Regions from separate parts of the Rattus norvegicus genome. Here region 1 is linked to region 2. Evidence: chromatin contacts called from public Hi-C data. All regions are on one chromosome and are shown on one strand. The core of a region is the stretch at or near the end of the contact, and the rest is flanking DNA. Distances in the headings are between cores, read along the strand shown.

Region 1 (6,152 bases), core at 914-3,413, 390 kb before region 2:
GGTTCATGACAGAAACATAGCTGGTGGTCATTCCAAGAGAATGATTTTGCACTCAAAAGTCTTATACTAATGGAAGCCTCAAATAGTGAGAACATAGTCAAATATGAGCCAATGATCATACAAAGTGGTTTATGAGGAAAAAAATTCAAAGTAGACAGGAGTGGATTCCTAAGCATATAAAAATTTACAGCTGAAGAAATAACAATTTTTTAAAAACCTTACCAGGCTGTAAAGGTAGAATGTGACACAAAACATCTACTAATATATTCTCATGTATAAAAAAAAAAAGGCACCCAAACTTCCTATGAGGCAGGCATTTTACAAATTTTCTGAATCTAGAAGCAACCCTTTAAGGTAAGCATTACTATCCTCATTATATAAACAAACAGAATCTGAAAAGTAATTTGCCCAATGTCATGAGTTCAATGTGAACTGGAAGTAAACACTATTTTCTACACCAGGCTGCTTCCCATGAATTGGGAATGTTGACATCTCCTCAATCTATGCAACACTGGTGCTAAATAAAAGAAGTAATTCAAATCATGTTATCTACAAACGGAAACACATGATATGGAATTAATTGTCTATAATAGAAGTGATTTGAGGAGAAAGGAAGTTAAGTAAATTTAAAAGAAGCGTGACTATTTAAGGGGCAAAACACGTAGAGAAAGGAAAATGTACTGGGGGTCCACAGTGCTAGAGGATTCAGCTCCTGGGGGTGGGAGGAAGAGCAGTTAAGAGAGAAGTATAAGGCTTAAGAAGTGAGAAGCACTTAAATGGTGGTTAGCAGTAACAAAACAAACTGATATACGCAGACCAACAGACTACAGAAATATAGGCGGGAAAGGGGGCGGGTCCCAGAGTTTGTAGCGTGGAAGGGGTTGGAAAAACAGAAAGTTTCATCTAGTTGGGGCACGAAGGAGACCCCTAAGACTGCAATTATGCGACCACTGACCCGTTTATTGTTCTGCCCAAGAATGGTCTCAAAGCATTCAAAGTTGAAGAAATCAGTACGCTGTCCCCGCGTCAGGGATCAACAAGCAAGAGGACCTAGGAAAATGGAAGGTTACTAAGGCTCCATCCACAAAGATGGAGTAAATGCAGGGGACAAGATAAGCTCTTTTAACAACTGCGCCAAAAGCACCATGGAAGGAGATGGGACAGGGTAGATGATTCAGGCTATGCTCTAAATTAGGGCTAGAGAGGAGTGATAGGAATTTTTTTTTAACTTCTCCCCTTAGTAATGCATCCCGATATCCACGTAGCTGAGAGATTTGACAGGGAGATAGAGTTTGGGAAAGGGAAGGTACTCTAATGACTCTACAGATTGACCTCTCAAACCTTAGCTCAAAAACTGCGGGAGCTGGGGAAGCAGAGCCCACCTCGGATCAAGAAAAACTAGGGGTTTCATATGGGTCCTTGCAAGGGCTGAGAAGCAAGCGCGCAAAGATTATGAGACCAGTCTTTGGTGCGTCCCCCTCTCCCACCTTTCAATCTAATCCCCAGCCCACTGCCCAATAACTATCCACTCCCTCCCGCACTTCCCAACCCGCCCACTGCGACGACGAAAACGGAGGCGTAGAGCGATTGGTGGGGCAAAGGCAGGCCCACACGCGGCTGAGGCCAGGGAAATGGTGTCGCTTTAACCGGTAAGAAACAGGATGGTCTTCATCTCAGGAAGGATTTACCGGCACCACGACGTTTCGCCATTCGTCATCTCCTTAACGTCTGGTACCTAAGAAGCGTCACAAACGCGGAGAGCTAACCCCTTGGTACCATGTACTAGCAAGACAGGCATCAGCCTCCGCCGCCATCTTAACAGGCGGACCGACCCTAGTCACTGCCCCCCCACCCCCAAGGTATCTCCGCCACCGCCGGCGAATCCCACGAGGACGTAACCCTGCTCCCGCGAGAACTCACCGGCTAAGAACGGCAGCACCAGAAAACGCTGCTCGCGCCTCCGCAGCTCCTGCACTCAGTAGCCAACCTCTGCCGCCTTCGCGTGATCCCAGGAGAACCTCCACCAGACCAGGAAAAATTGAGCCCAGCCCGTCCCAGACCTCTCCTTCCACCAAAGCCGAAATCGCTACTGCTCAGCTCTCACCCCACGCGAAGCGAAAAGCAAATGACGCACAACCTCACGGAGCACTACGGGGCGGAGCCAGTATGCCGCCGCCGGCTCCCGCATGCGCTGTTGGAACTATCGCGATATTACGTTCAACCTCGGCGAGACCTTCGTAATTCACTGCAGGATACCGCCCGCGCCTCGCCTTTAGGAAACATGAGATCTCGCGAGACCAGGTGCACGCTCCTAAAAAGGAGAAAGGCGGAGCTTCGTGAAAATGACTGGGAGTTTTTCGGGGAAAGGGAGGAAGCTCTCGTCCTTTAGGGATCTCGCTTACCACGAGGTTTCCGACCCACTGCGGAGCTTGCTACCAAACCTCGCGATGACACAGCTCAGCGCCAAATCTCGGCCATGTCTTGAAAACTACCTCCGCCCCCGATTTAGGTGTCTGGAGCCTGCCTAGTGCTTGAGGAAAATTTAAAAAGTCAACCTGTTTATTCTCACGCTTCCAGCAGAGCTGTACCAATTAGCCAAACTCCATTCTGAAAGCGAAAAAATGGGTTCCCATTGTTACCTTCCTCGAAGAATAACGTGCTATTCTTAACTAACACATAAAAGATGTTCAATATCCCAATAAACACACAAATGCAAATGAAAACAATGACACAACAGATTTTTTCTCAAAACATGGGGGAAAATTTAAAGACCTCTTCCTTCGCCGCACTGCAGGCTAACCTGAATCCATCTTCTCATTAAAAGCTCATATCATTAGTTCTGCCTCCAAAGTCACCAGTTTTAAGTATCGAAGCTTCTTTACGTTATCATAACCAAAAAGACCCAATAAAGTGGTTTTCTCCGAACAAAGGCGTCTGCCCTCAGAAGCAAATTCAAGCTTGGGGTGGGGAGAAAGGTGCTTTTAGATTTTAATATGGCAGTTTTTGCATGTCTAACCAACAATGTTTCTCCAATAAATCTTGGGATCGAATCTGGCCCGTTTGTGGGCTTTTCCATTCTAATGCATTGTTCTGTCTATTCTAATTTAAACATGCTTCCTTCAGCGTACAGTTTAATAGTAAAGGTACCCCCATCTTTAAAAAATTTTCTCGATTATTCTTAGCCATCCCCCCATCATAAACTTTAGAATCGTCAAGTTCCAAAAACTTAGTACATTTATTGGAATTGCATCAATTGCACGAGTCAATATAGAAAAAATGAATATCATTACAAAATTGAGCCTTCCTATTCAGAAGCATGAAATTCCTTCTCCATTTATGCAAACGTTCTTCCATTGTATTCCTGAAAGTTTTATAGTTTGCTTCTAGATTATTTTATTTTTCTTGGGATTTAAAGTGGGGCTCTTTAAATTTTCAAAATTTTCATTGCTTATATACAAGACTGTTCATATTTGACTATTCACTTTTGTAATTAGAAAAATGAAAATGTGCTCAAATATAGTAATAAGCAGCAAAATGCAAATGAAAGCAACGACATGTGATTTTTACTCTATAACCGAAAAGATATGAATATTAGTAACAATTCATGTTGGCATAGCTTTGGAAAAATAGGAAATATCATACTACATTGGAGAGTGTAAATTATTATGGCCTTTGGGGAAGGGAATTTAGATACATCTATCAAAATTTGAAATGCATACACTTTTTGATTCAGCAATTACTTCTCGAAGAATTTCTCCTACAGGAATAGCTTCGTACATGTGCACCAAACATACACAAGTCCATTCATTACTGCCTTACTTGCAATAGCCCTCCCCCCCCCGAAAAAAGCTAGTGTACAACAATCAGGAAACGGTTAAATAAACTGTAGTCCAAGCATACAATGCAGCGATATAAAAATAGGACGAATTTGAATTCCGTGATATATAAAATATAGTTTTAAAAAATAATGCAATGAAACAAAATGAATGTGTGTCCAGCAGCACCATACATAAAAGAACGAACACACACATACACATACACACACACACACACACACACACACACACACACACACACACATAAATGGACACATGCACGCGCACGCGCGCGAGCCTAGTAGTGACCATGAAGCTTGCCTGTTCGCCCCTCACCTTCCTTTTCCTCTTGAGACCGCCTTCCTCCAACCCTTAAGAGAAAAACTGAAAGCTGGGCCTTTACTCCCTCTCTAGGGCCACTTGGCCAAGGCTACTGCCGGTACCTCGCATCCCCAGTGTTGGCCGCTCTCTTGCGCGTTGTTCGCTGCTTCCCAGCTGTCTTGCTGTCCCCAAAGATGCAGCTAGCCCTCTGCTGGAGGCCGCTGAGGACTGGGGGAGGGGAGAGGAGGAGGAGTTCGAGGAAGGTTGCTGCTGCCGCCAGGCCCCTTCAGCAGCCTTTCCCAAAGGCCCTCTGAAGCCGCTACCTCCTAGCCTCAGATCCAGATCCCATGGGAACTGCCCCCTACCTCGAGGAGTCTAAGACAGCCCGTCCCCCAGGTCCAGGAAGGGGGGAGGGGGGTACTATGCTCACCTCAGCCGCAGTGGCTCTGAGAGGTCTGCAACGGTGTGCAGGGTCTGAGGCCAGTAGCAATCTTGTCCCCCCCCCAACCCCCTCCCTCGCCCTCGGTTTAAAACGCCCCCCCCACCGCAGCTCAGCGCAGACTGGATTTAAGGCTCCTCCTACCTCGCGATTAGCCCCGCCTCTTTCCCTTGAGAGGGCGCTCCAGCTCCCTTGGTGGTGTATTCTACTCACCTATGGGAGACCTAGCTGGAGCTACTCATGGCCCAGTAAAGGCCACCATAGAGGATAGTAGGATCACTAAGGAACTGCAATTTGATTCCTCTACAACGAAAATCCCTGAAGGGATAAAACTTGATATGCATTTTAAAAATTAAGGAATGGGGAGTATAAAAGGGCAAGATGGGGCACATTGTGGAAGGCCAGAAAAAAAGATGAGAACCACAGTGCAATCTACAAAGGAGCATAACATTTCTCCTTTGTATTAGGTGAGGTGGTACTGTAATTGGAGGACTCTGTAAACTGTAGATGATCAACATTGGTAAATGTATAGAAATAAAAATGTCCTGGTGGGAGATGGCCCTATTAACTGCTATTCGCTTGGGATATAGAATGAAATTGGAGAGTAAAGGATGGTGGTGGGGGGCATTGATTTGCAACTCTGAATGCTTCAATAAGGTTTGAATTTTAATAAATGAATTAATTTGATTTTTAAAACAAAAATGAAGAGGCATTAGTGAAAGAACACTTGTGACATTAATTCCAATATTACCGAATGGTGGTTCAAACCCTGAGTTGGGAATCTAATTGATGCAACCACTCCCTCCATTGTAAGGCTAATTATTTAACTAATAGCCTATGTTTAAGTCTTATTTATTATTTTTAGTTTGTTTTTTTTTTCTTTTTCCGGAGCTGGGGACCGAACCCAGGGCCTTGTGCTTGCTAGGCAGGCGCTCTACCACTGAGATAAATCCCCAACTCCTATTTATTATTTTTAAAAACAGACTTGGCTTCTATCATAGTGGACATTGGAAAGGAGCAGCCATGATTCTGTGCTATCCATTCATCACCTTGGCTTCAAAAAGGGCTACAAGATAATCAAGACAAGCATATCGACTTTGAGCAGTAAGTGATCAGACAGCTGTGTATCTTTGCCTGATAAAATAGCACAGTGGACTTACTTGAGGTCTCCAAGGACAAAGAGGCCATAAATTCACCAAGAAAAGCTTGGGGACACACATCTATGCCAAAAGATGCTGATTAAAATCTTTTTTGTGTTGAGGAAAGCCACTATCAAAGACTGACCCCCCACCTCCCTTTTGCATATAAAAAATACTTACAGAAAAGGAAAAAAAAAGTCAGAACTATTGGTAGGAACTTCAATATAACTAAATTTATTTCTAAGACATTTCCAATGGTGGTGTTTGTAGAAAGGGAGTAGCTAGGATCAGAAGATTACTCTTCCCCCAAACAGAAAAGCTCTCTAGAAAAGTTTCAACAAGCAGTCTCATCTGAAATGTATAAAAATTCCAGTTATTTAGAATACTTCTATGCTCTCACCCCATCCATTTAATAAACCCTTTCATCGTAGGTTCTGA
Region 2 (5,859 bases), core at 2,185-4,684:
GACGACCTGAGTTCACTCTTGGTTTCATATGATGGAAGGAGAAAATTGACTCCCGCAAGTTGTCCTGTGACCTCCACATTCATATCATGCCATGTATGTACAAGCAACACACACACACACACACACACACACACACACACACACACACACACACACTTTAAATTCTAACTTTCAGGAACTCGGGAAATATGAGTTCAAATCCCCAAAACTAACATAAAACTGAATATGGCAATAAGTGCTTGCAACCCTAGCAATGAGAGAAAAGAGACAAGTGGATCTCTAGAGCTCGCTAGGCAGCTAGCCTAACCCAACTAGCTCAAGGTTTGGCATGAAAGATAGGGTAGAGAGCAATAAAGAAGCTACCTAACACCTCTTTAAGCACCTGTGCACACATGGATGCATTTACACATACTCAGAGGAGTGTGCTCTCCCACAAGTGTAACTTTCAGGCTGGGGAGAAGGCTCAGTGAGTAAAGTGTTTACTAGCCAAACATGAAGACTTTAGTTCAATCTCCAGATCATATGTAAAAAAGCTTTGAATACATATAATCCCAGTGGTAGAGAGACAGAAATGGGAAAATCCCTGGGGTTCTCTAGCCCACCTGCCTAGCCTGCCTTACTAGGCGACTGGGAGACCCTACCTCCAAAAAGACAAGGTAGCTGCCTCCTGAGAAATGAAGCCTGAGGCTGACCTCTGGCCTCCATACATGGTACACACCCGCATACAGAGACCCATACAAATAGAAGGAAAAATTTAACTTTCAGACTTGGGTACAGACAAAATAATTTATGGAATGTCAGTTATGGCGTCTGATACACAGTAAACAGTTAGGAAATCTTCATTCCTGCTCTGTTTTCAGATTTCTGCACTGTGAGCAAAAGCCATTTTCCAGAGATATTGAACATACACACTTGTAAACTAAGAACCATAGTGTAACAGCTTTTTTTTATTATACCTTGTTCATTTATTCAAAAGTATATTCACCATCTATTGCATATTTAGCACTAGAAATACTAAAAATAAAAAGAAAAGGTATCTCTACCTCTAGGAAGTAATAAGACATATACACAACTATAAGATGAAATAATAATTTTTTTGATATTTTGAGACAAGCGCTTACCAATGAGCTATATCTCAAGCCCTTTACATTATTTTCATTTTGAGACTGAATCGTGCTAAGTTGCTGAGCTGGTTTTGAACTGGCTCTATAGCTCAGCCAGGCCTTGAACCTGAGACCCACTGACCCCACCCTTACTTTGTTTTTGAGTGTAACAGGAACAGCTCCTTTAAAAGTTAAGATTGACAACTTGCATTTTAGAACTTCACATAAAGCAAGAGAATGGTGCCATATACTGTTTTTATTATATTCCAGTATAAAAATTCCCCCCAGTAATAGGATAACATTTTGATTTTTATTACATACAATAACCTCACTGGAAACCTGAGTGACAGGTGCATTTGTCCTACTGTTTTACCCTATGTCTTTTTATTTTAATTTAGTTAGATGGCCCTGCAGACAGCACAGAAATAAAATATTATTCCAGTTCTGCCTCCATTTATAGAATGCAAGCAAACTGTTTTACAGCTATGAAAGAGGTATTGATTTGTAAGTGAGGCTCACAAAAGCAAAAGCAACTTGGCCAAGGCCACTGATAGTAAGTTACAAAGAAATCCATGTTCTTGGACTCGGATATCTCAAAAATACAGTACTGACTCCCCCAAAGTCAGGACATGCGGAAAAACACAACCATATACTTTCTTTGTAGCTAGAACACAGCTACAAAATCAAATATGCATGCATATATAGATATATTTATATATTTATATTCGTATATACACACATAGTACAATAAATACATATAGGAAAACGAGAGAAACCAGCTAGGACCTAGTCCGCGGAAGAGGGATAGAAAAACCTAAGTCTAGTAAATTGAGAGAGGGGCTAGTTTCTGAGCAGTAGGTAGAAAACAGGGCTGAGAGGAGGAGAGAGCAAGAGAAAACAACACACCTGGCCAACGCACCCTGAGCAGCCTGGCCTGCCCTTCTTACCTGCCGTGAAACCAGTCCTGGCACATGTCACACTCGATCATGAAGCGGGTCACATCGTAAGGCAGTCGACAGAGGCAATACACAGGCACCGAGGCCATCTTCACAGGGGGTTGGATCGTTTTGCGCCGTGCCAGTTTTGAAGCTTTACAGGGTCAGAAAGGCAGCAACAAGCAAGCCGCCTTCCCTAGACGATGGCTAGACACAAACAACACTTCTTTACAAAGTGACTCCTCCGGCCCCAGGTTTCCAAATCGTTCCGTGTCTCCGCCCCCACCCCACCCCCTGGGTACCAACCTCCAGTTCTGAAAAAGGGAGTAACCAAGCCAGGACTCAACACAGCTGGTGAGAGTGCAGGAGTTAAGTGGAGAAAGTCCACCCACCCTTCAGGATTTCTTTCACTTGGAAAGAACAGAAAGAACGTTCTGCTTTCTGCTCTGCCCTGCCTTCCAAACGCCTCCCCCAGACCCCTACCTTCTTTGGCCCTGAAGTCAGTGACAACTTCTTTCCGGGTTTCATGTAAATATCTTGAAAGCCTTCGGGAAGCTTCTTTAATCCCTCACTGAACCCCTCTCTTCACTGCTCTCTTGCTTCCCAGGACTCAGCTCCCTTTATTATGACGCAAACCGCGGCATAAAAGATGAGGCTGGGAAGAGGGAAGCTGAGGAAGAGACCAGAGACCCTCTCTAGCCCCCCAAAATAGGAAGAGGCAGAGATGCGGAAATCCCTCTAAGTCTCCGCAGGTTATTCCGAATTGCCTCACCCCCCCCCCCCAAAGCCTTCAGGAACAAGAAAACAAGACTAAGCACCCAACTCAAATCACAGTTCTGGGATTGCGTTCGGAGAGTTTAAATTATCCTTTTCGTCATTCTCAGTATCATTCCTTCCTGAGCAGTAAGGAGTCTCATTATGCTCCAAAATGAAATAAACCGCAATTTCGTCCTCCACTCCAAAGCTGACAGGGTGCTCATCTCACCCCTGACACTAAAAAGGATCTCTTCGAAGCCCCAGTAAACTGACTAGAATTTCCTCACACCCGCGAAACTAAGCGAAGATTTTTTTTCCTTCCACACCTCCAAATGGCAGGCATTGCTTTGCAATCCCCTCAGACTGCCGAGGGTTCTGCTGTTCCCCACACCTGACAGACGTCTCGTCTGAAATAAGAATCTATCTTGCTCGTAGCCCCCAAAACTTACGAGGATCTCTTTACGCCTCCCCCACTGACAGGAACCTTTTTACGCCCCAAACCTGATAAAAACGTCCACGGTCCCAAACGCTACAAAGATCTCTTCATGCCCGAGGCTGCAGGGGGAACTCCTCAGGGCGCAGAGCTCAGCCCCAGAGACTCGCCAGCGGCTAGGCTCGCTCCGGGGCAACACAGCTCTGCGCTAAGCAGAGGCTATTCGGGCAGTTCCGGCCCGAGGCGGCGCGCGGTGAATTCTGGGATTGCCGCTGCAAAACTGTGAAGCTTACTTGCCTTCTCCTAGAAACCACATGCCGCGTCACGCAGTGCCCGTGGTCTGACCGGGCTTTAGGGCAGCGTTCACCACAGTCTCCCCCCCCAACCCCCCACAGTCTGGCCCTTTAGAGCCTTCTAGAGACCGAGGGCTAAGCCGAGGGGGCGGGGCCGCCGGGCGCACTGGCAAGCGGCTTTGTCGCTGCCCTCTTCACGAGATAGGCTCGCCGGGTCTGCAAAGACTGCTTGAGAGGTCGCCAGAACCCAATAATAGGGGGGATGTAGGAGATTCAAAGCAATCAATAAAGTTTATTCAAAATCACGAGGAAGCTGAAGCGGAGAGGGGTGGAGAAATATGGTAAACAGCTACCATATTGAGAGTGGCGGCGTTCTGTGAGGAGACAAGCTTGCCGCCATCTTATGAGGCTCGGGCACTAGAGGTGAAGGTGGAGCCCGGAACATCAAGCCCGCAACTCTTGCGTGACGTCATGGGGCGGGGCGACACCTTGAGAGAGCCTAGGATGTGAGCCTCTGCTAGGTGGCCCAATTGTGCTTGAGACCTTGAGCTGATAGGCGGGGAAGCCGCCATCTTAGGCGAGGCGGTAGTTTGGCTCCATTTTGAGTGGGGCCTGGAACCCCAAGTCTTCCGTAACCCTGGGTAAACACGGGAGTTTAAAAAAACAAAAAAAAGAAAAAAAAAAAAAGAAAACCCCCGCACCTTCCTCCTCCCTCCCTCCTAACACTCGCTGCCCCTCCCTCGTCTCCTCCTCTGAGAGGAGGTGAAGCCCGTGGCTCCAAACTGCAAAATTGATACATAGGGCTGCGGGGGCGGGTTTCAGCCTTGGGAAAGAGACAAAATACTCCCTACAGCTCATGTACATCGAGCACTTTTAGTGGATGAGATCCATTTTCCATGGTTGGAATATCATTTACTCTTAACCCTGTGGAAGAAAAAAATCTGTGATTATCACCAAATGAAAAAACAGGTTTAGAGAAGGCAAATGATTTGAGATCCTGGAAAATGAAAAAAAAAGACAGCATCTAATTTCTCCCACACTGAGTTGTGAGGCTCTTCCCAGGCTCTAGTCACGGACCTTGCAGGTTCAATTCTATAAGAAGCAAAATCAGTCAAGGCTTTCCATATATCTGTACCAGGATTTTCTAACTGAAAATAGTATGCTTTAAGATGGCACTGTTTCTTTTTCTTCAGACATTAATGAAATATCCCTACTTCTCACTTTCTTAGAGAATCTCATTACTTTATAGAAGAAAATGTATTTAAAAAAAATTGTTTTCTGGAGCCGGGGAAATGGCTCAGAGGTTAGGAGCACTGGCTGTTCTTCCAGAGGTCCCTGGTTCAATTCCCAGTATCCACATGGCAGCTCACAGCTGTCTGTAACTCCAGTTCTAGGGGTTCTGACACCCTCACACAAGATACATGTGCAGGTAAAACACCAATGCACGTAAAAAAAAAAAAAGAAAAAAGAAAATTTTAAAAAAAGAATGCTTTCTTACCAAAAAAGGAAAAGAGGAGTGGAAAAAAAGAATTGGGGCAGGGCAGGGGGTGATGATCTGGTATTGGGTGGGAGTAAAGGACTGAAGCCATAAGGGCCAGCAGAAAGAATGGAAGCAGGCAACCTTGGAAGGTAGGAGATGTGGGGGCGGGTGGGGGATCCTCCAGAGACCTAGGAGATAAGAGACTCTCAGAACTCAAAGGGAGGGACCTTAGATGAAATGCCCTACAGTGGGGAGAGGGAACTTATAGAGCCCATCTCTAGCAAAAAGACAGGTCATAAGTGAGGGATGGGGTTCCTATATCACACAATCAAAAACTGTGGCCCATAATTGTTCCTGTCTGAAAGAAATGCAGGAATGGAAATGGAGAGGTGCCTGAGGAAAAGGAGGTCCAGCAACAGGCCCAAAGTGGGATCCAGTTCAAGGGGAGGCCCCAAGGCCTGACACTATTACTGAGGCTATGAAACACTCACAAAAAGGGACCTATCATGACTGCCCTCTGAAAGACCCAACAAGCAGCAGAAAGGGTCAGATGCAGATATGTGCACCCAACCGATAGACAGAAGCTGCTGATCCCTCTGGTTGAATTAGGGGAAAGCTGGAGGAAGCTGAGGAGGAGGGCAACCCTGCAGGAGGACCAGCAGTCTCAATTAACCTGGACCCCTGAGATCTCTCAGACAATGGATCACCAACCAGGCTGAGATGAGGCAGTCAACACATGCACAGTAGAGGGCCAATGGGTCTGGGTTCAGTATCTAATCCTTAAGATTAGATCCCTGGAGGCCTCAGGGAGTTTAGAGGTCTGGTGATAAGGGTTGGGTGAGGACATCCTTGTGGAGAC

The links. Hi-C and Micro-C count contacts between places; a contact is called where the count stands out from the background.
Region 1: a contact with region 2 is called in a Hi-C map of hepatocytes, with 1.6 times the contacts expected there. The contact joins the promoter of Huwe1 here to the promoter of Phf8 in region 2. A contact is called at or near these places in 3 of 12 Hi-C or Micro-C datasets (frontal cortex, hepatocytes and liver) and 1 of 1 datasets of contacts at active chromatin or transcription factors (oligodendrocytes).

What each region holds. Positions count from the first base shown.
Region 1 is chrX:24,349,228-24,355,379 of GRCr8, reverse strand. Huwe1 (HECT, UBA and WWE domain containing E3 ubiquitin protein ligase 1) reads right to left here and starts at 2,163. Exons shown (of 83, transcript NM_001408927.1): 1 at 1,921-2,163.
Region 2 is chrX:23,965,153-23,971,011 of GRCr8, reverse strand. It overlaps Phf8 (PHD finger protein 8), which reads right to left and starts at 3,434. Exons shown (of 22, transcript NM_001108253.1): 1 at 3,296-3,434; 2 at 2,051-2,245. The coding sequence starts at 2,148.